Regions from separate parts of the Mus musculus genome. Here regions 1 and 2 are each linked to region 3. Evidence: chromatin contacts called from public HiCAR-type data. All regions are on one chromosome and are shown on one strand. Each heading gives the region's core, a stretch centred on a gene start, on an enhancer-like site or on the middle of the called end of the contact. The rest is flanking DNA. Distances are from core to core; before and after follow the strand shown.

Region 1 (4,252 bases), core at 1,709-4,208, 1.3 Mb before region 3:
CAGTTGTTAGGAATTTTCTCAATTAGTGGTCAAGTAGGGAGGGCCCATTGTGGGTGGTGCCATCCCTGGGCTGGTAGTCCTGGGTTCTATAAGAAAGCAAGCAGAGCAAGCCAGAAAAAGCAAGCCAGTAAGGAACATACCTCCATGGCCTCTGCATCAGCTCCTGCTTCCTGACCTGCTTGAGTTCCGGTCCTGACTTCCTTTGGTGATGAACAGCAATGTGGAAGTGTAAGCTGAATAAACCCTTTCCTCCCCAACTTGCTTCTTGGTCATGATGTTTGTTCAGGAGTAGAAACCCTGACTAAGACACCCACCAAAATAATAATATTGGTAACTTACAAGAGTTAGTACATCAGAGCTTAAGACCACTTCTGATAACCATCTCCTACTTCTGAAAACCATCTCCTATGATCTCCTTTCTTCAGCTTTGCTCCTGCCCTCTATCACTTTAGGAGATAAACACTAAAGAGAAAAATTTACACTATATCAAAAACTCCCATTTGCCCCCCTGCACGAAAGTAGGGGATATTCCGCTTGGTCTTCATGCAGGTCCCCCAACAATTAGAGCAGGGGCTGTCCCTGACTCTGCTGCCTGTCTGTGGATCCTGTTCCCTTAACTGGGCAACCTTGTCTGGCCTCAGTAGGAGAGGATGCTCCTAATCCTGCAGTGACTTGATGTGCCAGGGTAGGAAAATACCCAGGGGAGACCCCCCCCCCCCCCACTTCTCAGAGGAGAAGAGGATGGGCCATATGAGAGAGGGATGGGAGGAGAGGGGGGCTTCCATCAGGATGTGGAGTGAATGGGTAAATACATTAATGAAAACAAAACAAAATTTAAAAAACCCTTTTTCATTTGTAAAAGCACTTTATTTTGGGAACTGTATTCCCACCTATTTTCCCCTTGAGTGGCTTTTTTTATCTTAACCCTGGTGCCTAAGTCCATACTAAAAATATCTTCATTATACCAACTAGCACTAAAATTCCCATCAGTGTTAAAGCCCCAAATCCCAGTTTGGCCCATGAGCCGAGGTCTCCAAAAGTGTAGGAGAACATTTCAGGTGGCTAACAATGCACAGCTTTGCCTCAGATCCCTCACTGACAACATTTTTTTTTTTTGGGTGTCAGCCCTACTAAGCACAGCTTGAGTGCACCCTTGTACTGTTTCTTTAAGCCTAGACAACCTCACCAAGATCAATTTGAGATTTTAACTGCTTAACACTATGGGAGGGAAAAAAAATCAAACCAATGTCTAACTTAAAATTGACAATGAGACCTAGAGAGAGAGCTCAGCCATTAAGCACATACTGCTCTTGTAGAGGATCAGGGTTAGGTTCCAGTACCTACATGAGGTGGCTCACACAGCCTATAACTCCACCACCAGGTGATCCAATGCTTTCTTCTGGCTTCTATAGGCATCCACAGGAGCATGCATGCAAGTCCTCTCTCCTCTCTCTCTCTCTCTCTCTCTCTCTCTCTCTCTCTCACACACACAGAGAGAGAAATAAATCTTTTAAAAACCTGACAAGTTATAAAAATAAGTGAAAGATTTTTACACATATACTCTTAAAATCCATCTTTGTATATGATTATGTATGCGTTGTCTCATGTGTATATGCCCACATACAGACATACTCATATGCATAATTAGACTAAATCTTAAAAAAATAACCTCAGTTGGAAATGATTTACCTCCAGCTATTCTCAATAATGCATTCATTCTTGGCCAGTTTTGTTATTTTCTTTCCTGAAATGAAGGGTGGCCCTGCTTCCAGAGCCAATTTCTCAGTGAGCTTACGCTGCACATCACAATTTGCCAATATAATACACATCAAAAGGAGCATTCTTAGAGTCTCTTCATTATTGTCATGTTACTGGGAAAACTGGGATGCCTTCATTGACCTCTTAGTTTCATTAAAAAGAATTTATAAAATTCTTTCTCATCAATTCATTAGTTAGATTAATTTAATTTAATTAAAAATTCATGGGGCTGGAGAAATGGCTTAGTGGTTAAGAGCACTGGCTGCTCTTCCAGAGATTCTGAGTTCAGTTCCCAGCAACCAAAAGGTAGCTCACAACCATCTGTAATGGGATCTGATGCTCTTTTCTGGTGTGTCTGAAGACAGTGGCTGTGTACTCACATAAAATAAATAAATCTTTAAAAAAATTCACAAAAGAACTTAACAATGGACTCAGGGAATTTCTAAGACAATTTTATTAGAGTTTAAGAGAAAAACCCCTGATCTCTGATGGTTTCTAACTGGCCAAGGACCCGAAGAAGGGAATCTGACTTCCCTGGTATGAAGCTGACAAGTTCAAACATGGCGTGGTCTGTAAGGGTGTGAGGCAAAGGCCTGGCCTGGCTTTGGTGTTCTAGGGCAATAGGTTGCCCAGGTCAAGCTGTACTATTTCTGCCAGAGCTGAAAAGCTTCAATTTTCTCTCGGTGATCCTTCACCTAAGGAAGACTTCACTTGGGATGGCATGAGTCTGTGCAGAAACACCGTACTCCTGGACAATCCCTGTCCCTGGTACTTCCTGAATGGGCCATTTGGGCAGTGGTATGGGGGAGGTCCTGCTCTTTGATGGAGGTCTCTATGGAAACCCAGAGCAATCTCAGAAAAGGATGCCTTTAATGTTTGACAGCCCTGTCCCCTTCATAGCTCTCAGTTTACCCTATGTACAATGGGTATCTGGGGCTTCTTTGGGTCCTGCTCTGTTTCCAGGCTGGGGAGTGGGATCAGGCTCCCAGCAGGCTGAATTCACAGTTCTTGTGGTCCTAGACTTTGGGAAACCATCCAAATAGACAGAGAATGTCTCTCTTGTGCCTGTTCGGTCTGAGCGGACGCGTGGCTCTCCGCACCTGCTTCTACTTGGGTACAATCACCCTTTGAGTGCAGAGCTGGGGTCTTCTAGGAGACAGGAGGCTTCTCAGAAGCCCCAGAGCTATTAGTGGTTGAACAGGACAGTGTGCATCACGGAGCTTGTGGCCCAGACTGTGCCTGGCAGACCCAGAGGACCTAAGGCTTGGCTCTAGTGGTGGTCAGCACAGCCCTCGGTGGTCTGCGGAGCCTGATATTGCTTTACGTGAGTGACTGTCTTCTACTTGTCTATCTTGTGTTCCAATCTGTGAGGTCATACTAAGTTCCTACTGAGACTTAATCTTTGTCCAGGTGCTATGCTAAGATGCCTCCTCTTGGTGTTCTGAGCTAGTTTCTTCTGTGTGGCTCTTGGTAGGCTGGTCAGGAGTGGCTGGTGTGGGCTGTGTGTCTGGCTATGTCCTGGCCTGGGGAGCCTGACCATGAGCTGTTTGGCTGGTGGTGGTCTGGCCTAGATGGCAGTGGGCTCTAACTGTTCATGTCCTGCAGGTAAAGCAGACGCTGCTCTTTTTCCCCATCAGCTATATACACTCACTTTCTGGTCTGCCATGGTGCCAATCAGACAGCAGTCTCTGGCAGATTCGGTTCATGCCCCCAACATACCTCTAATAGGTCGTTCTGTGTGGGAGGCTAAGTGGGGAGAAAATATTCTCTGGGACTGCCATCCTCTGGTGGCTCCAGTTCCATGTGGAAGTATTTTCTAGCTGTCACTCGGTCCAGGGACCCACCGATGGGGATGCATGGGGAAGGGGGTAGCTGTATGGACAAGAAGGGGTAAGGTGTTCATAAGCAGGTTTCTGATCGCACAGAGACTGATTGATGCCTACTTGATCCTTGGCTTGTGGGTGAGGTTAGGAAATGGCAGGGTATAGAGTAGGAGGCAGGACAGTAGATGATCATGAGGGGAGGCCTTAGTCCTTCCTTGTTCGCCGCATCCTCCCAGTTCTGGAATTCTGTCCACCAATCCTCTACCTTCTCAGCCTCACACTGACCCTGCTCTGACAGGGAGGAATCCACTTAGGGCTAAGCTAGGGCTTCTCTGCTTTTCTTGGCTTTTCTTTTTCTGCCTTTTGATCGACCCCGTCCCCTGGTAATCTCTCTGGCGCTTATGAGAACTACTTGGGGGTATGTATGCTGCAGGTAAGGGCTGTTCTGCTGTGCATCTCCTGTGTCTGAAGCTATTCGCCATGGAGACTGCTGGAGCTCCCTTCTGCTTCCATGTGGGTAGGTGCCAGGGTTCATCTGCCCCTGCTGTGTGATGTCTGGTCTCACATACCACAGGTGTTGACACTGAATACTTCTCCCTAACTTTTTTTTTGGTCTGATTTTGTCCAGAACTCTTGTTGGGTGAGTTCCATGAAGATGAGTGTCCAGGACA
Region 2 (3,833 bases), core at 212-2,711, 1.6 Mb before region 3:
AACCTGCTGTGGACCAAGACTGGCCTTAATAGGATGGATCTGGACGTTGTAAGCAATGTGATCTTATAACCTTTATCAGTGTTTAGTGAGCTAGATTTCTGGAGTTTCCCCGCCCCAATTTGGGCACTGTCTACCCATATACCATGTTAGAACATGGGGAAGCCAACATCAGTCCTTGCAACACTGCCTCATTTTCAACTGTTAACAAAACTTCTGGGGCATGTTCTATGTGAAATTGTTACGGAAACATTCTGGTTGACTTGTAAGATTGTTTAACGTTACTAGGTTTTGTTTTGAACCAGGTCTTAAGGACTGGAGACTTAATGTAACCCTGTGAACTTTCAACAGATACGTGCCATTCCCATCTTTAAATTTTAACACCAAGTACTAAGAGGTGGCAGGATGTGCGAAGTGACTTCCAAGGCAGAGTCCCTTCGCTCGCTGTTCACTCCTGTTGGAAATCACAGGAGAGGACCAACTGAGGGAGTCTCGAAAGCCTTTGGAAGGCGCGGCCCGCACAAGGGCCACCGAGAACCCCCTGGAAAGCCCTTTCCACGGTCATCCCCCGGGCCTCTGCCAGAGTGCAGGATGCGGGAGGTGATCGGTGCCAGTGCCTGGGCCGCAGGACCCCATAGGAAGGCGATGAGGGCTATGGATGCAGGAAGTAGAGCTGCGTGCGCCGGGCCGCACTCCTGCCACACACCTCCGGGCGGGCTTGCCCCGCCGAGGCAAGAGTGGAGAACTGCCCGAAAGCAAAGATCAGGATTAACCTGAGAAGGCGCCCTTGCAGAATACTCCTGAAATTGGCAGGGCCAGCCCAAATCAGTGCGACGCCCGTTGGTGGAGGTGGCGGAGGGGGCCTCCGGCCGCTCTGCCCGAGGCATGGCCGTGCTGGTCCCCAAAGCCGGCGGTCCAAGCCAAGGTCATAAAGCTCCACGACCCGTCCACCTCCCACAGTTACCCTCGGTTAGCCGGCCCCCCACTCCCGGTCCCCGGAGCTCGGCCCGCCGCGCGGCCTCAGTTTCCCCGCGGGCCCCGGCCAGGGCGGGGGCGTGGCGGACCCGGAGGCGGGCCGCGTACCTGTGGAAGGAGACAGCGCGTTTCTCGCCCTTGCCCTGCCTGTTGGAACAGTTCACGGCCGCGCAGCAGATCACCATTGCGGGCCTCGGTCGTGAGCGCCGCCAGGCTCCGATCCTTGCCGCCCGCCCGCTGGCCCGACCCGCCCCGAGGGAGCGCGGCGACACAGCTCGGGACGTGGGCCGCGGCCGAGCCGTACGGCAAGATGGCTGCGCGCTGCCGCCCGCACCACGCTGCGCTCGGACTGCCCGGCCACGGCGCCGGCGTCGCGGCCGCAGCGGGCGGTGAGTCCGTACCGAGACATGCGCGGGTGGCTGTCTGTACGGAAAGATGGCGGCGCCGGAGGAGCGCAGCTCGGGCCGGCTCCCGGGTGTTCCGAAGCGGCGGCGCGGGCCGGGGGCGGGGCGGCCGCGTCCGGTTAGGAACCACACGCGCCGAGGCCCCACCCCCCGCGTGCCCACCGCCGTACGGCGAGATGGCGACGCCCGCGCTTCCGCTGCGCCGCGCTTGGCTGCCGCGGCTTCCCGTCGCCGTGTCGCGCAGTAGTCCGTCGGAGCGACGGCACGGTCAGTCGGCAGCCGGACAGGGAAGATGGACGCAGGTAAGGAGGGCGGACGCCTGCCCTGTCGCGGGCGGGCTCCCGTGGCCGCCCGCTGGGGCGGAGGCCGGTGTGTTGGGCTGGGCGGGCCGCGCCTCCCCGCAGCGCTCAGTACCGGGTTCGCGGGGCCACTCGTCAGCGCCTCGGCCTCCGGCGCTCGGCCGCGGCCCTCGGGGAGCGTCCCAGCCTGTGGGCTCGCGGCTGCGGGCGTGAGGGCAGGGAGTCTGAGGGACGCATCAGGACGCGGGCACCCTGGTGCCCGGAGAGGACCGGTGCGCCGCGAGGGTGGGCCTTGCGGTGTCCATTGAAGAGCCGACCTCTTTAACTTCTGTCAAGTTGTTGGCCGCTGGTCCAGCTACCACAACATGCACATCTTTTGTCTTTGAAGTTCAATAACCTGTGTAGGTGAGCCCCGCTCCTGTTCTGACAGCGGATCAGTCACATGCTACTTTGACTTCTTGAGGTCCTAATACTGGGTTAAGTGTGGGTGGGTTTTGTTTGTTTGTTTGTTTGTTTGTTTTTAACTGACTCTTGCTTCTGAAGCTGGAGAGTGCGGTTCTTTGTTTATGTTGGCCAGAAGTCTTGGAGATGCAAATCTATCAAATAAGTTGTTTGCTAATAGCCCTAAAAATACCCACCCCACCCCATTCCACCCCACCCCACCCCCAACAGAGGTTCTCTCATTCCCTCAGCAGCGTTAGCGGGTTTTTTTTTTTTTTTTTGGTTTTCTTTTTCTTTTTTCCTTTTTTTAATTTAAGAGCGACCTGCCTTCAAGAATCCACTCCTTTGTGAAGGAGTCCTGCTACCTGATTTCATTGTACTTTTCTTGAATGGCGTTGCTTTTGATGGTTTTCTTCTGACAGCTGTGTTAGAGAAGTAGTCGGCTCTTACTTGGGAGTAATGCCTACAGTTAATACACATTTCAGCAGTTTATGGCATCCGTAGCTGGAGGAAGCAGGAACGTTGACTCCCCAAGATGCATGAGCCAGGTGTATATTTTTTTAAGATAATTCATTTTTTTTTTTTTTTTAGAATGAATAACTGAAGCTGTCACACCACAGTGCCTCTTGGAGGTGTGGAATGGGATAATACATTGAATTACTTAATTATCCTCTCCCCCACTTTTTTTTTTAAAGACAAGGCCTCACTGTTTAGTCTTGTCTAATATGTAGACCATGCTGACCCAAGACTCACAGAAATATATCTGCTTGCTTGTACATCCCCAATGCTGAAATTAAGTGGGTGTTTAATGCTGCTGTGAGATCAAACTCAAAAGACATCTGTGTTTGAAGACTTGTGTTAATGGTGATAAAACACTTTTTTTTAAATACAGTATGATGGTGCAATTTTTCTCCTGATATAATTCTGGGTGGCATTTTATGATCTACCTTCTGATCTCCCACCACCCTTGTAATGTTGCTTCTGGTTATTCTTATAATTGTGTGTGCTGTGTTTGTGTGTTTTCTCTCTCTTTCTCTCTCAGCAGTATCTCTCCACAAAACCCTCACTGTACTAGAACTCAGGATGTAGATCAGGCTGGCCTTGAAGTGCTGGACTTAAAAAGTGTGAGCCATCCTGCCCTACCTACCTTGATCTTTTTATAAACTACATTTGTTATTGGGTATCAGGAGTTTCAATCTAGACATTGGACTAGAAAAATGGACAAAGGAAAAGAAATGCTGTCTGAGGCCCCTGACATTCTCTACAGGAGACCAGAAGTATATAGGCCTGGATGGTGCTTATATGGGAGAGTGATGTGGGCTAGGTTATAGGTGACTGGAACTGTAGCAGGATGGACAAAAACAAATCTCACTTTGGAAGCATATTTAAAGGTTTTTTTGGATAATTCATTATTTTCCCCTTCCCCTACTCCCCTCCATCCCATCTTAAGTACACCTACCCCATGCTCTGTGAAAGTACATTCTTGTCGAGACTAAACCAAAAACTAAACCAAAAACAAAGTGGCATGGAGGTTCATGCCCCAGGAGTTCAGTGAGCTGGAGGACTGGAGAGATGGTTCAGTGGTTAGAGAACTAACTTACTGGTCTTCTAGAAGACCAGTTCAGTTCCTAGTACCTATGTTAGGTAGCCCATAATCCCCGGGACTCTAGTCCAGGGGACCCAGTGCCTAGGGCACCACACTCACATGCCCACATGC
Region 3 (4,169 bases), core at 33-2,532:
GCATAAGTAAATTACACAATTAAAAAAGCAGCTAGTCATATCATAATGCCATGGCTGTGCATTTCTGTATGTGGTCACTGAGTCCAGGTTACTGGGAGCTTATCTTCAAGGGACTGGAGTCAGAGACAAATGGCTAATGGGTACCAAGTTGGATGCTTAGCATAAAATGAAGTTTTGTTAACCCTCACAAGGGAAATACTTCAGCTCTTGTTTGAAAATGCCTGCAAAATTAAGTAGAATTCACAGATACCTGTCTTGTGACGTTCTGCATTTTAAGATTGGAACAGGCTGTCTAGAACATGTCTTCAGCTGTGATTTTAGAGGTCCTCTATAGCTACTGCAGTGTCTTCAGGGTAATCCTAATAGTTTCCAGGACATGGACTAAATTGCAGTTCCAGACCCTTAAACAGCTGACTCTTGACAGATGTCTGAGAAAGCCTTTTAAAAAATCTGTTTATAATAGACTGAAAGAAAGCTCAAGAAAGAACTAATCATATTTATACACAACCCATGCTCCAATGCCCCAGGCAGGTGTCTGGTTTTTCTCAGTGTTACTTGATGGAAATCTTAGATAAAGGCAACATTATTCAAATGTAAGAGAACTAAATTTGGAGTTCAAGTTCTGTAAAGTAAACTAGAGTAGGCAGATCACAGCCCCAGGTATTTGCTAAGGTAATATACAAACTTTCTCTCTTCCATAAGTTCAGGGATAGTTTTGCAGCTTGAGGCAGCCCATAGCAAAAACTAGTTAACAGGGGCACAATTTTCTTGTTGGTTTTATTTCAAAAGGATGACTGTAGGTCTCTGGAAATTGACAAGAGAGGTTTTTACAAATATTTACACTTTAAAGGGGGAAAACCTGAATAAACAACTTTACATTTTCCAAAGAAAGGGATTCCAAGAATAGTCGATACCCTTACAGCTAGAAAAAGCTCTCTTTAAAGTTTGTGATCCTCCTGAGGGAACTGAGAGGAAGTGTTTACTGATTAGATGTAGTTATGAAGTTTGACATCAAGGAAATTAAATCGAGTTTCCTATTGCTCCCGTTTCCCCACTTGGAAAGAACTGTAGGCATAACTGTTCATCTTGTTCAGGTTACCCACTCTGGCCCAAGCCTTTTCACTATTAGGAACACTCCTGAAACATGGAAAACCTAGTTGGGACCTCTCAGAGCGTCCCACAGCTACGCGTGCGCAATAGGCTCGAACCTCTGACGTCACTGAGCGCAGCCCGCCCCTACATATTAGCAACCGGAGGCGTCCGTAGCAGCAGTGGCTGCGGGGATGTACGAACTTCCGGTTGTCCCGGCAGGCTGCTGCCGCCGCCGCCGCCGAAGCCACCCGGCGCAGTCTCAGCCACCCGCTCTCCTCCGGAGAGTCGGCTCTGCGGTTCCGGCGCGCCCATGGTCGGCGCTGCGGACCGGGAGGCCGGCCCGGCGGCTGCGGCGTGCTGAGAGGCCGGCGTGGAGACCATGCCGACCCCGCGCGGCTGCTCCGGGCCTTGCCACTTCCTGGCTCCGGCCTTCGTGTTGTTGTTGCTGCCCGCTCTGAGCGGGTCCGGGGCGGTACCGTCGATGGTGGTCAGGGAGGTGCAGGAGTCCAAGTCTCCCAAGCCCGGGCCGCACACGCTGTCGCCGCTTCCTCCGGGCCCCACCGCGGCCCAGCCTCGGGGCCAAGCTCAGTCTGATGCTGCCGGGCTGCCAGGCGCGGAGAGCCGCAATGACAGCATCCCCGGGGCGGGGTCTGAGGCGGACGGCCTCGAAGGGAAGGCCGGAGAAGGTTCCCAGGGTGGCAGCCTGGCCGTGAGTCCCAGTCCTGGCGACAAACCCATGACCCAGCGGGCCCTGACCGTGTTGGTGGTGGTGAGCGCCGCGGTGCTGGTGTACTTCGTGGTCAGGACCGTCAGGTGAGGCACAGCCTCGATGGGCACCCCCTTGCAGCCTAGACCTGGCTGACAGGTGACCTGCTCCGTGAAGCAGGGACAATGTCTGTGACCTGGGCTTGACTTAACCCCTGCCCCCGCCCCAGCGTCAGGAACTGGAATCTAAGACCATCTGGTTGGCTGTCTTAATGGCCTGTGCTGCCTTAGCTGGTGACACAAGCTGTTGCCTTTCCTTTAGAAATCAGTAGCCTAACCTCAGCATCTTGCTCTCTGAGGCTTGCCTCTGCCTTCACAGACCCTGAAGTAGAAGTGCTCTTCCATCCCCAGGAATTTTGATTACAGTGCGGTGAAATACTTCTCTCACTACTCTGCAGTTGGTGTAACTAACACGTTTTGCCTGTTAGAATGCACTCCTATTTCTGAGGCAGGGTACCATAAAAGTAGCGCACAAAGTCCTGATTGGATGTTTCACTTTTGCAAAACTTGCCAATTATGTTTCTTAGATGGTGCCCTTAATCTATCCCAAAGTTAAATTGTCCTCAATTAATTGGGCGCCACATCTCTGGAGAGGTGTCACATAGAGGAAGACCCCCAAGCAGAAGGGGCTAGCTAGCCAAGAGAACAACTGTGGTTTCCCTTTCCCTAAAATGAGAGCAGATGGTATTTTGTGAGATCTGTACTGGTTTGTTTATTTCCTGTTTTCCAAATTACTTCACACTTTCCCATAACTACACACTACCGTTACTTAATGTCCTTAAATCCTCAAAACGAAATGTGGATTTTTAAAAAATAAGTACTTGTAAATGGAAAGCCAACATGGCGTGTCTTAAGTGGTTGATTAAAATGGTACGGTGTTTCTGTGTCGCCCAAACAATCTTATGGAATCTGTTTTTTTTACAAGTCTTCCTTAGCTCCTACTTTACATCTGTTTTCCAAATAACACATTCTCTTACAAGTGTATGAAATACAAAATATTTACTGGTAAGGCTTGAAATTCTACATTGGAACTGATATCAAGAAAATATGTCTTGTCACATTTTAGTGTTGTATATATTCTTAAAAAGAATCAGAAAAGGGTATTAAAGTGCACCCTTTTCCAAGTTGATATGTTTTTGAGGGTGGATTTTCTTTGTATCCATTAACCAAATTTTACAAATGATTTGATGCAGGCACAAATTTGAAAATCTAGGGTCCCCCCCCTTTTTTATTTTTTTGTACTCGGTTTAGGCCAAATGTTAAATAGATTTTGAAGGAAAAAAAGTCACTTTTTACTAGTTTTGGTTTTATGAACAGTTAACTTAAGATTACATTTTTAAAGCAAGTGTTCAATTTGTTCAGAGTTCATTGATGCTAGGTTAGAATCCACAGTTCTAAGCATATAAAGGAATGCAAGGCATTTGAAAGCCCCTCACATAAGCAGTATCACTGAGCTGGAGGCTGTTGATTTAGAAAGTTCAGAAAATCCACACCCACTTTGTCACTGGGGAGTTAGATAATGCTCAGAAGTTATTAAAAGCTCATGACCACCAAAGTGAGACTTCTTGATGATTAGAAATCTTAAAAGAAACTTAAATCATTTTTACTATGCAGTTTTTAATGTAATACTGTACGTAGTGCCTATAAGGACCATATCATTCCTGGTACATAGAAAGCACAGTTATACTGATCGTTTTCTCCATATGCTTCTTGGTTTTGGTATTTTATTTTTATTCCTCCTTATTTGGAATCTTTTATATAAACAGTTGCTGCTGTTGCTTTTCTGTGTTCATTTCCTTACAACTTGAAAGAACTCAGCCTTTTCTGATTCTCTGGGATAATTCCGTATCCTGTTGTATGAGAAGCACCAGATTTAGAACTGTGGCTGATAAAAACTGCACACTCCAGGCAGCATCTCACACGTGGGCGCAGTCCAAGTTCTACATTTAGTTGGCTGTCTAACATCCAAAATGTGATTGGTGCTGACTAAATCTTGGTATATCCAGAACTCGCTCTCTTTACTTCCATATTGTGTTCTTTATCCTCATTATGGTGGTTGCTCATTTTGGCGCCTTTCCCAAAGTATGTGTGACAGAGAACCAGGGCTGCTTACTTGTGCCAAGGGAGTCCATTCCCAGGTCACTTCTGTAACCGATGATGTGGGCTGAAACTGATTATTTTCATTGTAAAATTTTATTATATCAAACTCTATGAGACTTTAAAAATGCTTTGTCTTAATCAAACATGGTATCACAAATATTTGGATAGAAATAACTTATTCTGGTAGTATAGGATTATTCCAAGCAACAGCA

What was found. HiCAR-type assays count read pairs that join an accessible place to other places.
Region 1: a HiCAR-type map of astrocytes shows a contact between it and region 3, with 7 times the contacts expected there. The contact joins the promoter of Neu4 here to the promoter of Fam174a in region 3. A contact is called at or near these places in 4 of 39 promoter capture datasets (frontonasal cranial neural crest, hematopoietic stem and progenitor cells, hippocampal neurons and 1 more) and 1 of 115 datasets of contacts at active chromatin or transcription factors (astrocytes).
Region 2: a contact with region 3 is called in a HiCAR-type map of astrocytes, with 2.3 times the contacts expected there. The contact joins the promoter of Thap4 here to the promoter of Fam174a in region 3. A contact is called at or near these places in 1 of 115 datasets of contacts at active chromatin or transcription factors (astrocytes) and 2 of 9 other capture datasets (adipose tissue and pancreatic islet).

Annotation. Positions count from the first base shown.
Region 1 is chr1:94,017,535-94,021,786 of GRCm38.p6, forward strand. It overlaps Neu4 (sialidase 4), which reads left to right and starts at 2,959. Exons shown (of 4, transcript NM_173772.3): 1 at 2,959-3,082.
Region 2 is chr1:93,753,377-93,757,209 of GRCm38.p6, forward strand. Thap4 (THAP domain containing 4) reads right to left here and starts at 1,462. Exons shown (of 6, transcript NM_025920.3): 1 at 1,081-1,462. The coding sequence starts at 1,157. Atg4b (autophagy related 4B, cysteine peptidase) reads left to right here and starts at 1,529. Exons shown (of 13, transcript NM_174874.4): 1 at 1,529-1,678. The coding sequence starts at 1,669.
Region 3 is chr1:95,312,346-95,316,514 of GRCm38.p6, forward strand. Fam174a (family with sequence similarity 174, member A) reads left to right here and starts at 1,283. Exons shown (of 3, transcript NM_026321.4): 1 at 1,283-1,905. The coding sequence starts at 1,472.